2 separate regions of the Oryzias latipes genome follow, and region 1 is linked to region 2. A link is a contact called in public Hi-C data. All regions are on one chromosome and are shown on one strand. The core of a region is the stretch at or near the end of the contact, and the rest is flanking DNA. Distances in the headings are between cores, read along the strand shown.

Region 1 (7,650 bases), core at 4,388-6,887, 180 kb after region 2:
GAAACAACTAACGCAAGCCAAACAAGAGTCTGCAAGAAGGAGTGTGGAGTTGGATCTACAAAGGAGAGAGACACGGAAACATCATGAGGAGTTTTGCAGGACTGAGGAAAAAATGAGGAATGCTATCAAAGAAATCCAGACTCTAAGAATCTATTATGAACAGCTGAAGCAACAGCTTCTTGTGCTACAAAACCAGCACCAGATGGCAGGTAGCTATCCGCAGGTAAAATCAATAATTGAGCATTTTACATTTCTTTGCACTTATTTATATGTTGTTTCTTACTGTTTTAGTCTTTCTTACTGGCTCTTGTTGGTCTCTGCTGCAACGTTTAAGGGAACGTTTTCGTCCATCAGAGGAACAATGCTAGATGCAGCTTGGACGCCATGTCTTTCATGGCAAAAATCAGTCATGCTGATGTTAGCTTTATCAGTTCGCTTAAAGTACAGGAGCGTAGTGATTCACTTGCTAGCTGTCTGCATGCAACGTTCATTCACAACACAATGTAGCTTGATTTAATGGTCCATGGCGTTAGCTGTATGGTAATGATCTGGTTTATGTGTGTGAGTGGGTGTGTGTGTGTGTGTTCGATGATGGCCTTTGTAGTGGTGTGTCAGAGCAGGGATGGTGATGGTTAGGTCTCTCTGGGAACAGAAATGTCTCATTAAGAATTAACGTACATATCTGTGGTCACGCCAGGCAAACACCTCACAAACGCACGCTCACAGTCAGTTCTTCCAACTCCCACTGCTTTAATTTGCACATACACACCGGTTCTCCAAGGTACAAAACACACAAGCACACAATCACCTATTGTCCACAGAGAGATGAATCTGAGGTCTCTTTCCATGGCAGACAGTGGCTGGCTTGCTCAGTGAACATTGCTCATTAACAAGATAGAGACAGAAGGACAACGCTGTGTAGCCTGGCCTTTGTCTGCGATCAAAACACATTCCCTCAACTCTACTCTCACACAAAACCACACATTATTCAGCTTTTGCCTTCAGAAAATACAACCCACCAATGCAGAGCCTATTGTAATGACTTAAGAAGAATAAAAATGCGTTATTATGACAAAGGGGACATTGTTTACCTGGATATAGCAGTGGTCTGAATAAACTGCCTGTGGAGTGAGCTGGAGAAATTACTGTCTTGAACAAAGAGCCTTTGTAATAACATGAATCCTTGTTGTGACTTTTTTATGTTATTAATGTATATATTGTGGGAGGATGACTTAATTGATAATTGAAGATCAGGTCTAGATTGAAGTGGACTTAAAAAACAACTTGTTAGAGGATGGATTAAACAAAAACATTTTTGTCCAGCCCTATTTCAATGTTTTTTTTTTAAATAATTCTGTTAATCAACAACTCAAAATGAATGGCTGATTTTGATTATTTAAATTTCAATACATTTTAATTTATTGTTACTTTTGAACGTTTCAAGTCATTTCAGTGAGCATTGTGGACTTTCTTTCTTTCTTTAACTGAGGGGTACCAACAATTTTGGTCCACCATTGTAAAAGGTGTTTCAGGTTATAAGGCTAATAAGTAAATAAAGTGTACCTTTTAGTACGGAAAATACAGTACTATGGGAAGTAATACATGAAAGTAACTTGCAGCATGAAGTGTAATCCTTGATATTAAATAGGCGACTAAAAGCATTATTTTGATACCAGCTGATGACTTGTCATGAAGTGACTTTTTGAGTCAGTGTGTTTACATAGACACAGGTCGATTTGATGGTTATAACATTAAAAAGGTATCTGAAGTCAGATGAAAGGACAAAAAGAAAGAAGTTTGGAAGACAGGTAAGTGTCAAATGGATGAGGTTGAAGTGTTTGAAGACAGCTGGAGTCAATCATATGCTGTCAGAATGGGCCAAGGAGTGTCTGAAAAAGGGAGTGATTAAAAAAAGACAAAAAACAATGACTTAAATATGGTGGATGGCTCTGTCTGTCAGTCACTTAGTGCTCTTAGGGTATGCTTTGGGCAGAGTTCATGCTGCACAGTAGTGGGCATCGTGTCCAGCCTGTAGACAAACAAATGAAAATGAACAGGCAAAGATTGAGCTCTTCATGCATTCAAGAACCTTGTGACATTCAGGTGGGGATGGCTGGTTAAAATATATTTAAGAGCCAGATATATATTATAGTCTCATCTTTGATAAGTAATAAAAGGTGTTGTAAGGTCTTCTGGTAGAAATGGAACACCAGCATAAACATAAACTATATTTTTATTTCCTAACTCCCACAAAAACAGAAATGTGATATTACCACCCCTCTGTGATGCATGTGTGCATCTGCCTAAAGATGATGAAGTCATTATGTGAGCGTGTCCGTGATGCTCGTGTGTGTGCATGCATATCTGTGCAGGGCTGTGCTTGTGCTTGTGTGTGTGCGTTGATATCCATTCTGGATTCCAGGACACACATGTGCACAGGCCTCTCTCCTCCAATTCACCTCTATTACTAGCTATAATCCCATTTCACACTCTATCGATCCCCAAAACTGTTGTTCACCGGAACCAGCAGCAAACACTGGCATTTCTCCCCATCATTTTACCACTATTGTTCTTTATTACACAAAGAAGCTGCCCCCCCCCCCCCCCCCCCCCCCCTGCCTTGTCTTGCAAGGCTAACTCAACTCGGCTGAAATATGAATTATAAATGTATGGCTAATAAAGGAGAAGGGGGGAAGAGACGGAGAAAAAGAGAGAGTTAGAGATAGGGAGAAGTGGTTGGTAGAAACATCAGAGAAAATGACTCCTTTACAAGAGTCTATTGATCAGTTTCTATCAAAGGGGGATGTCAGACATGAGATTACCTGGCAGTTTGAGCATTAGGTGCCGTGTGTTATAGCCCCGGGCCCTTGTACCGCTGCCAAAGGATTGTAAATAAAGCAGAGAGGAGAGAGCAAGAGGGGAGTGCGTTGGGGTATAAGTGTGTGTGAGTTTAGGAATCCTTGTGTGTGTGTGTGTATGTGTGTTGGCCTTTGCAAGTCACTGTTGTGTGCATATTAGTGTTTCTTTTTTATTTCTTGAGGTGTATTTGTGCGCCTGCACCTTTTGGCTTATACCCAAAAGCAGTGTTGCAAGCCTATGAAACTTCAGAAAGAGAGTGAAAGAGTCTTGGGAGGCTTTGGGACATCTCTTGGGAGCACCTTAGCCGGCTACGAATCCTCCAACAAAGCCAAAGGAAGCTCACATGAAGCCTTATGAAGCTTTTATGAGGACCAGGCAGGGCCCGGCCCAGCCTCAACCACTGATTCAGGGTTAGCAAGGTTTTCTTCCTTCTCATGTTAAAGGCTAGCAGTGAGAGCAGGGTAATCTGACCGCAAATCTGTGATTATAAACTGCACGATGGGCTTTGAAGGCCTACGAAGTTGTTGAGGAGGATAGATGGAGACAGAATTAGATTATGGCTTTATATAACTCTTTAGATTTTGAGGTCAGAATAAAAGACTGAGAAATTACTTAGGGACTGACAATGACAAAATTACAATTTCTTGGATCTTTTGGACAGATGTATACACAAAATGTTTACAGGATTAAGACTCAATAGACTATACAAGTAAGCCCTTTGTTTTTGTGCTGTTTGACTCATATTCAACTTTTCCTCTTTACAGATTTATTTCTAGAAAATAAAAAAGCCATGCTGCACGTTGCCTGTCTCAATTTTTCAGTGTGTACGTCTTTTAGAGAATAGTTTGTGTAAACGATTGTTCCATGCAACTAATTGCTCTCTGTGTGGCCTCCACTGGTGGGAGGTGTCACTGAGGTCACCCCAAGACTAATGCCCTGAATATGAATTTGATCCCAATCTCAAGTTTTCACATCTCTGCTTTATTGATTATTGAGATTCATAGCAAACTTTCACCTTGAGGTGCAGTGCAATAGCCAAGGTTTGAAACTTGCACATGCACACAGACACACAAGCAAAAGTGTTTGTGCATCATAAAATATTTAGGAAATCCAGCTGCAGCTTCAATTTTCCTAAGGCTTTAGTTTTTAAACAGTTTTGATGGTGCAAAAGCTTAGGTTATTGCATCTGTTAAATGTAGATTTTATTTTCTTTAACTTTCATTGTTATTTTAATGGTTCTAGCTGAGTGTTTTTATTTATTTATTTTGGTCTTTTCGATAAAAACACAGTGCTAGCGTGTAGCTTTAAAAGGGTAACAAAAATGCACTTAACATTTTCTCTTTTTCTATTTTGCTCGGTCAAATACACATAGTGAAGGTTTGTCCTGTAAGTATTTAACACACACACACACACCCTCTCCATATTCAGTGTGCCCACCCTCTCAATCTTCACTAGCCCTGGCCACCGATGGCTGACGGTTTATGCTATATTCAATGAGTAAGGAATTTTGTGAAAAGGTTTTAGGAGGTTTGAAGAAACACTGACTCAAAACAGTGCATGGAGGAAGAAGAAAAAGAGAAGGTAGCAAATCTTAAAATTTTAATTGAAACCATAAAGGTCCGGCAAACCAAACCTAACCAAAAAGCTTGAGTCGTGGTTTATGTATCCACTCAATGTGCTAAATTACTTGGTGTAGGACAATGGAGTTTTATTGCATGAAGATGGAGGAGACGGCTTAGAAGGGAACGTGATTGAAGGGCTGCAGTCAGAGGCTCAAGTAGCTCGCTCAAGGTAAAGAGTGCCATCTATTGACCAAAGCGGGGAGCCCCTCTTTTGTCTCTGCAGAACAACTGCTTCCGTGTTCAAGTGGAAGCAGTAAAACGTGTCCGTTCCTCCTCTCTCTGCTTCAGAAAGTCGCTCAGCTCTCCTGTGGGGAAGAGCTTTTTTTATTTATTTTTGGATTCCAAAGTGACTCATGTTTTTCCACTGTACTTTTTGAGAATCAATAATCATTTCTGTTTAGGCAAACTCTGTGAATCAATCCTAATTGGGGGGTGGGCTTGCTGGAGGTTGTGATATATTTTTTCATGTTTGTTCTCGTGATTATTTCTGTATAGCAAACATGTTTATTATTATTATATTATATTATGATATTATGTGGCTATTTTTTATTTATTTTTTGGTCTGCCAGATGACCATTTGAATTCAAATGAATTTTAAGCAAGTGTGCCTGCAGTGAACTGTTGCTCTTCATCTCACACTTTTCTTCCTCTGTTGTCTCTCCCTGTCTCCTGCTCAGTGGAGGAGTTGGCAGTTGGTGCAGAAGAGGCGAGGCGGATGGAGGGGTGCCTAAATGAGGGGAAGCTAGCGGAGGAGAAAATAAGGTAAGAAGGTAGAAGAGGAAAAGAGGGGAAAGAAACACCCTCTCCCACCCTGGTTCCCATGCTCCCCTGGATAAGCTCAGTAATCAAAAACATTTAGACCTTTTATGTGCTGTGCACAGAAGGTCTTTTTTTTTTTTTTTTGCTGAACATGTGTGGAACAGAGCAGCCATAATCACCTTCACTTTTAAGTCAGTAATTATTCTTTTTATTTGATTGCATTCAATACTTTGTATTTACTATCAAGTATATGGAGAAAATATATGGAGAGACAATAGATTGAAGGTGATGGAGTTCAGAGTTCGTAGGGGAGACCCCTGCTTGATCCTTGTGTGTTACCAAAGCTGTGGTGATGACATCAGCAAGCATGTTTCACCCACCCGTATGTGTGTGTGTGTGTGTGTGTGTGTTTATGTGCGCCTGTTTGTGCACACATAGTTGTGGTTGTGGCTTTGGCTTCAACATGACCTCACTGCAAGTCTCCATCTCAGGGAGTTTCTTGGTTAAATTGAGCTATGGAACATACTCGTCGTCAACCGACAATTTAAAACTCAGTATGGCGACTTTATAGGCTACATTCTGAATTATTACATTTTATGACATTTAAGCCAGTTTTAGGTACTACGTGGTAAAACAATCGCTGTGTCTGCATATTAGATCCATTTGCCGAAACATGCTGTTTACTGTTAACCCAGTATTATCTAATAAGTGCAAAGACATGAAAGGTTTTTAAGCAACAACACGGTACTAATGGCTTCCATCTGTGCTGTGGGAAATCCCCCCCTTTCTCCACAGGATGCCTCCTCTCTTTCTACCCTTTCCCTCTCCCACTCTGTTCTTCCTATCATATGCTGTCTCCATGGAGCAATCTATCAAGTCTTTTCTTTCTTTTTTGTTTTGGCTGTCTGGTTGTGCTTAAGCTTTCGCAGGCACTGACTTGCTGTATTAAAATTAGCTTTAAATTTGCTGCTCAGACATTTAGTCAGTGATTTGGTGAGCAGCCTACTTTCACTGTTGGAGTTTAATTCAGGACTGGTTTTCTATATTTTCCACACTGTATAAATGTTTTTGATTTGAAGAGAAATGAACTCATTTGAAATGATATGTCTAGTTTGGTCATTAGTCAGTTTTCATCAGCATATCTTTCTGAAAACTTCCATTGAAAGATGAAAAAAAAAGTGTTTATATTTGTGTGTTTTTATCTTACATATACTTATATGGTGACTACTAGTCCGTTTTTCCTTTTTTACTTTAATATCCATTAAATGTTAGTTGTGGTTCATGTGCAGAAAACTTCGACCTTTAAAAGGTGTAACTAATTTTGCTTCGCTATTAGTAAAAGTGTAATTTCTTATTCTTATTTCAGCTTACAAGGTACAGTGTGGGTCAAGGGTGGCGCGGTTTGTTTTGGTTTCCGTGTGCGTGTGGAGAGCGGGTGGGGGTGTTGAGGCTCAAGAGCGGTCGAAGCGACGCTGTGGAGGGAGGTTTGTGGAAATGGTAATCATTTGTCGTATCGATTCTCCTGTAGCCAGGGCAGCCGGCACGCACAGGCTCGCTCGCACACACGCTCATAGACACAAATGGACCAGAGCACACACAGGCACACAGTTGCGTGGCAGAAATAGACCCCTCCATATTGATCCCCTTCACATTCCCTTAGCTTGGCTGCCACACACACCCACACGCAAATATACTCTCACTCTTATGGGCCTATTTTAACACTTAATAGCTGAGTGACACGCCCGTGTTTGTTTTTAGGAACACTAATGGAATTCATATCATTTTGTTACATTTGACTTTTTGGGAGGATAGATGAATTCCTGCTTAGTGGCACCAAGATGTACTTTTTTTGTAGTTTTTATTTAGAAATAAAACAAGGGCATTTTTGTTGGTATACAGTTCTGTGCTGAATGGCTGGAGAAACAGGTGGCAGAGCTCAGCGAATATCTCTGCCAGGCTGTTGCTCAGTAACTCGAGGCAGAGAGAGAAAGCATGCAAACACAAGCGCTTGTAAATAATTTGAGTAACAAACCTCTCTTTATATGTAATTATCATATCCCCCCACCAGTAAGTTTATTGATGTTTGTCTTTTAGCTGCTGACCTGACTCATTTTGGGTCAAATGATCGGAGCAAGTTTACTGTATAGCATAAACATGAATGCTGATAATCTCTCTTCTCTCATTCCTTTTCCCCCAAGGTCTTTCTTACCTTTCCTTCCCATCCTCCATACCCCCCCCCCCCCAAACCTTTTGGATGATTAGTGGCATATATCCGGTGCTAGAGCCTGGATTATCTTGTCTAAGAGAGGGAGGGTTGTGAGAGGAACCTAAACCTAGAAAGGTGATTTTGAGCATTAATTCCTGTGTGTAATATTCCTTGATATTCCCTAATGTTCTGGCTTGGAGGGGA
Region 2 (6,568 bases), core at 2,353-4,852:
TAACTTTTGAATTTCATTTTAAGGATATACCTGCTTTTACAAAAAATAGCTCTATTCCTGTATGTTAACATTAATTTATTTGTAAAAAAAAAAAAAAAAAAAAAAAAAAAGAGTTTTTGGCCTTAAATCAAATTAAAGGTCAGAGGTCAGATTCTCACATACAGCAGGACTCTGTGGTGGCCTTCAGCTCCAGTAGGTGTTTACAGAACAGGCCGCTTGAACTCTGGTCATCAGGTTTAATGATGGTCACTAAGAGAGGAGGATGAAGAGTCCTTATAAGGACTCCTCTGCTGCAGTGATAAAGCCAACGAGCATCTTTCAGGGGTCACGTCATGCCTCAAAAAGAAAAAAAAAAAAAGATGATCCCTTTCCCTTTTTTGTATCCGTACTCTGAATTTTCTTTCAAGCATTGACAATGTCTTTGGGCTGACTTGTTTAGCTTGTTAGATGCAGTCCAGGCAGTAGATTGTGGATAAGCTCGCAGCTGAAAAAGGAAGTCGGTCAAAACTGCTTTTTTGACAAACAAAAATTTCTTCGCAGTAGAAAAAAAATGTCATTATGGTTTTAATGAATTAATTAAAGCAATTAACTTCTACAAGGGACTTTTATAAATCTATAAATAATTATTTAAGTTCAGACGTTTCTCTTAGAATTACTTAGACATTCAAAAAACATTTTTAAAACCTTTTTTTCAAATCCTTTTCAAAAACCTTGTCTGGGGCTTTTTAGACAACATAAATATTTTCTAATTATTACTGCATTTGAGTTTTTTTACTAAACACTGCCAGAGTAGGAAAATATTTTTGCCCTGAAGGTCAAGATGTCAATCTGTTACCACTGGACTGACTCCTCTGTGCTGACTGGGTTATTTGGGATGCCCCACTGAGTGTGCAACGGAAAAGGCAAGGGTGTGGAGATGAAGAGTTGGTTGGGGGTTGGGGGGGGGGGGCACACGGATGGATGGATGATGGGCTAGGAAGGTGGAGGGGTGACAGTCCCCATGAGAGGAGAGCGGGGGCTCTTGGAGATCTGAAAGGACCTCTCAGACCACTTAATTGACATGTTCAAGCTGCTGGGTTGTCATGAAGAAAGCAATTTAATAAGCCATGTAAAGACAGAGGTCTCACTTTCATTAGGCCAATAACTAGCAGGCCTCTTGTAAAGTCAAACTGTAATGTAACATTTTATATCATTTCATTTCATTATTATTAATATTGTTGCTGTTGTCATAAAACAGTTTTTGAATAGGTAAATCCAACATATTTAATTTATGATTACTGGAATCCTTTTTTTGCATTGTTTATAATTAAAAAATATTTATATCTATTTTACATACCATTTTAGGAAACTGTATTCAAACCTGTGCTGTTTTGGTCTGCAGAGTCATAAGGATCTGAGTGATAATCAATGCGGAGTTCAGCGTTTAACTGGGTTTGATTTGACGCGGGTGGGTGTGGATGCGCGCGCTCCTGTCTACTCTGACGAGAGGCGGTCAAATTCACTTTTTTTTGTAATATCTGGAAGACACGCTGCAGACGCGTGCCTATTAAGCAGAGTTCAACAATAAAAGAAGATCGGAATACCAAGAGGGTAAGTGGGAGGAGTGCAGCAGGGCCAAGCGAGGCTGAATGGAAACAACTGTGCGCGCGCGTCTGCGTCAGTGTGTTTGTGTGTGTGTGTGTGTGTGTACTTATATGTTACCTCGTTGGGACCCTTTCTAGTCAGAATTTATGGTCCAGTGGGTTCTTCAGTAAAGCGCTCAGTTCTTGTTTGTTTTTTGCTTTTCTGCTGAGGTGTGATTATGGTTTGGGCTGGACGGCTGGTGATTTGGGTTTTTGTTTTTTTAAACAAATGTGAAGTCAGTAAAAATTACTGTGCGCGTCAGGTTTGCATGCGTTTCAGGTCATTTTTTTTATCTAGCAACTCACCCTTTTCCCCATGTGTCTCGTCTTGCCCCGCATCCTCTTCATGGTTGTATCGAAACTTGTGTATATTTTTTTTTGGATTGGAGGGGGGGGGGGGGGTATCATGGCAGATTCGACCCCCTTTGCGTCCCAGTCAGATTGTGCTTATCAAATAAGCAGAGCTGCATCGACAGGACCCCTCGCCAGCCTTTGCCCTTACCCCCGTCCACCCCCTTCACCCCTCAGTCTCAAGAGCTACCCCTCCCCACCACCACCTCTCTATCCCTCTCCTCCACCTCCCTGTGTCTTCCCTAGCTCGAGAGCCCCAACAGCTGTGGTCCTGTGTAAATTTTACATGACTGGCACCACCCATTTTTAACCCTTCCGCTTGTCCTTACCCCCCCCCCCACTCTTCCTCCTCCTCCCCCCACCCTCACCTAATATCATGTTGCATATTACTAGAGTTTATGCAACAGCTCATTTGACGGCGCGCACCGGCTGTCCAGCTCCATGCGTCTAGGGGTTGGGCATTTGCATGTGTGATTGCAGCGCCTGAAGGGGCTCGGCCGTGGGATGCTGAAGTGGGATACTTCGGCGTGCAGGTGGAAGATATAGAACGGGGTCCTCCATGGAGTTCAGGAAGGGGAGGTGCGCAGAAACGACTCCCCTTGACCCCCCCCCCCCATCCTCCTCTCCCCCTCCGAATGCTGCGCAAACCCGTGTACACCCGCTTTGATTTTGATTAGAGGCACTCGTCTAATTGTGGTCATCAGGACTGTCCGCGTTCATCTGGAAGCACTTTGACATATAAGCATCAAAAATCGGACTTGGAGAAAGCTTCAAGGCCAAGGGTGCCCATGGGGGAGGGATGCAGGGGGGGTAGGGGTCAATATGAGGAATTGTTTTATTTCCCTGTAATTTCAAGTAAATTGTCTGAACAAAGGTTTCACTTGTATCACCTCAGTCACAGCAGGAAGAAATTCTAAATCAATGACAAAAAAGAGAAAGAAAGAAAAAGAATATTGAAAATCCCAGGGGCATAATCCAATTAAATCATACCCCCTTGATGTAAGGTGCTGTTTTTAGTCCTCCACGTGAAAATGTTAAAGAAGTTCTGATCTTGGACTATAAGGCAAAAAAGCAGCTCTTTGTTTTTAGCCCATGCAGGCGCAATAGCTTTCCTTTTTTTCTGCTCTTCTCTTTGCTTTTTTTTCCCTCTCCCTCCCTCTCTTTAAAAAGGGAGCGGAAGAGTGGGCTGATACCGGTCTCATGTTGCGTATGGATTTTCGTTTATATAATCGATTGAAATGACCCAATACATTGATTTTGGGTTCAGTGTTTTACAAACAAGCGTTTATGGGTCTCGATTTTATGTTAGGGAAGATTCCAGTGTGCCACCGTTGCGCACAGAAGTCAAGATAGTTGATTTGTAAATAAATACCTGAATACAAACAAAAATAAATATCTTATTGTTTCATGTTTTTTAAAGACAAAAAAAATCTGATTTAGGAGTTGAGAAAAAAGAAAAAGAAGGGGGAAACAGACTTTAAAAAGACAATATTGTGCTGCCTCTCTCCTTAATCAAATAAAGTGGTGTAAAAAATAACGCGCACACACGCGCACGCACGCACACACAAAAGCATTTCCTTCCCTCTGAATTTCTCCTTGAATTATATGCCATCACTAGTGTGTGTGATTGCGGAATATTAAATTAAAGTGGGATAAGTCCGCACCGAGGCGGGCTGCGTCCAATCCGCAACTCATTTCCCCTGTTGTAGCACCGCATCACTGCGCTCCTCTCTTTTCAATGACAATGTGCCAAATCTGGGCATTTTGAAAACACTTTCCATATGCTATTATCGGATCGCTACTGAGCAAGAGAAAGACAGAAAAGAAGGAAAACGGAATGCTTTATACCAAAGGTACCACGAGACTGCATTTTTATGTTTCTTCTTTTTGCTCTGCCTTATTTTAGTTTGGGAAAATTAAAAAAAAACACAAAGGTAAGAGAGGGCGAATTTTAAGTTTTTACACGACCGTTGCTGAGTGGCTTTAAGGGCTGAAGGGGAAAATGTCTCCATAGTTTAATGGTTTGTAGGCAAAAACTTTAGCTTGTTTTATTGTTTTCCTTCTTTTTTCATGTTTTATGGTTCTCAGTAATTGCCGCTTTCTTCTTTTTTGGACTTTTTCTTCTGAGGCTGAGCTGAAAGAACATGTAGTGACACCTTTATTTTTTATTTTTTATACTTCTGCTCTTTTGTAGATTGTATTTGTTAAAGTAAACGATTTCATGGATTTTTTATGAATTGAGATATATTCTGATTTCTTGGATTATGTACGGTCTGTCCGATTGATTTTTGCGCAAATTTCAACATTTTTGTAGCGGTTTTCTTGACTTTACCTGCACATCCTGGGAGAAAGGCTCACATTGGTGTTATGCTTTAGAGAGTGTCACTTGTTATTGTTTGTTTTTAGGGCCTTTCTGGGGCTTGTTTTTGCGTGTTGAGTGGGCTTGTGGGTCACTGTGGCAGGGTTGCGGGTCAGAGCTGGGAGCTTTTTTGGCGTGCTTTTGTGTCTGCCCCGGTGAGGCGGAGGGGGTCAGCTCTGTAACCCCATGAGGGCGCCGACGCACTGGACAAACAAGGCGGAAGTCCGATGGACATCCACTAAAAGAAAAATTAATTTGAGCAGGTGTTTGGACTGGATGGATAAAATAACTTAGAACTTAAGACATTTATTAAAAAATGTAACAAATTGAGCAAAAGCCAAAAATAAATCAATCGAATTTCGACTTTGACCTCATCAAATATTGATTGATTGATCAGTTGAACAGTTATTTTACATGGCATCATACAGTGATGATGCAGCCAATATATTGATATTTCATGATTGATCCGCTGAAGTGACACAAAATCACTTCAAGGTTTAACTCCTACCTTTAAAAAGAGTATTGATGCATCAGAGCGAGAGGAACTCCTTTAATGCCGGATAATTACACGACAATCCCACCCAAAAATTTTTATTTCACTCATCTTGATCAAAGTTTTCGGTGATCCCACCGTGACGTTGCTCAGCTCAGCTGTTTATTTTCTTTACCCACATAAGTCGCACATTGATTCGTGCGCAAAAGCGCGCACAGCGGTGCCAAACCGGAGAATGCAGATAAAAATCTATAATTAATTGAGGATGCCGCTGATATGGAAATGGGGAGAAATATTAGCTAAGGCGGTCTATTGTCGAGCGGTCCTCCAGAGAAAGAGCATCGTCTGCTGGGAGAGAGGGGAGGGTGGCGGACAGGGGGATTTACAAAACGCAGGAGGTTAAGATAAGCGGCAGTCTGTATCAGCTCTCTAAATCCGCTTTGCACTTTCTCATTTTCTCGGGGAAAACAAACAAAAATAAATAAATAACAGACGCATCTTTGCTGAAAATGGCAGCGGCACGCGCAGCTGTTTAATCACTGGAAAGCTGGAAAGAAGGGCATCCTCTCGCAGAAATGCGCACAGAAAAAGAGAAAGAAATGGGGGGGGGGAAAATCTGCTTTGTGTTCAAATAAGTCCTCCGTTCAAGGTGTAAGAAATGACAAATAGGTCCATTCCGTGCAGCTTTGGACAGATCAATGCGCCACTAGGTGCGCGTCCGTAGCGGCAGCGGGTAGAGCCGACTCTCCAAGCCGTGTGTGAGCGACGCCTCCCAGGGCTGGCAGGCTTAGAGAACCCCCCTGAAGGACAGGGGAGGCAGTTGCAGCAGCAGCGGCGAGAGTAAGAGCCTTGGATCCGGGTGGAAAGTGACGCCTCTGTGTTCATCACCTCGACCCACCCACCCTCTCAGTAAAAGGACCGCTCTACACCCAGAATAAACAGCCTCGGGTCGGGTCGGGCTCGGATCCCTTGGTTTCTTAAGGATCCAGTTGGTATGAGAGCAGTCCAGTCAATGTGGCTGCAAAGGAGACCTTGTACTTCACTTGCCAGCAGCAGCCTTATCATCACATCCCAAGCCCCGGCTCATGCAGTTCAATTCACCCCCAGCTTCGATTTTTTCCATGAAGGCGAACAAGATCTCTTGATTTCCCCCCCGATTGAGACTGTGGAAAGTCTTCCTATTGCCCAAAAGCCTCTATTAAGAAACCGGTGGGGGAAACACAGTAAACGGTTTGCATTGAAAAAGTATACCGCTAAAAGACCGGGGCACTTTGGAAGAAACACTAAATGTAGACGCCAGTGAATTGAGCTTTGAAAGGAGAGGGGGATTTTTGGGTGACCCTGTATTGGATTTTGCAGTTTGGCTCTATTGAACCCACACGGGGCCTCAGTGGTCCCGAAAGGGCAAAGATGACTTTCCAACATGTGGTGGATTACTCTGAAGCTTTGTGGATTGGATTTTTTTAAGCTCAACTGTTTATACGCAGCCCACATGCAGAGATCAGCAGATCGAAAGTAAAATCCCTATTTTTCAGGAAAAACAATATTTCAGCAAAGAATATACAAATCCGCGCGTGGGGTGGATTTTTCTTGTTTTTTTACTTTAAAAATAGATATTTTCTTTAAAGGTGCAGATCCGGTTTGATGCGCATCATGTTGTGGCTCAGTTTATTTTCTTGTAGTTAAACCTATTAGATATATACTTTTAAAAGAAAAGAAAAAAACTAAAAACATTTCAATTAT

The links. Hi-C and Micro-C count contacts between places; a contact is called where the count stands out from the background.
Region 1: a Hi-C map of embryo shows a contact between it and region 2, with 1.8 times the contacts expected there. The contact joins the enhancer-like site here to the promoter of zfhx4 in region 2. A contact is called at or near these places in 4 of 5 Hi-C or Micro-C datasets (embryo and fibroblasts).

What each region holds. Positions count from the first base shown.
Region 1 is chr20:13,993,079-14,000,728 of ASM223467v1, forward strand. LOC105356674 (trichohyalin-like) reads left to right here. Exons shown (of 9, transcript XM_023950398.1): 6 at 1-209; 7 at 5,159-5,243. Among protein-coding and RNA genes, the nearest start is that of LOC105356674, 8.9 kb to the left of the region's middle. Within about 2 kb of position 5,638, at least 3 of the 8 cell types and tissues checked have an H3K27ac peak or open chromatin away from gene starts, as enhancers often do.
Region 2 is chr20:13,814,893-13,821,460 of ASM223467v1, forward strand. zfhx4 (zinc finger homeobox protein 4) reads left to right here and starts at 3,603. Exons shown (of 12, transcript XM_023950365.1): 1 at 3,603-3,826. It overlaps LOC110017289 (a long non-coding RNA gene), which reads right to left and starts at 923. Exons shown (of 3, transcript XR_002872385.1): 1 at 1-923.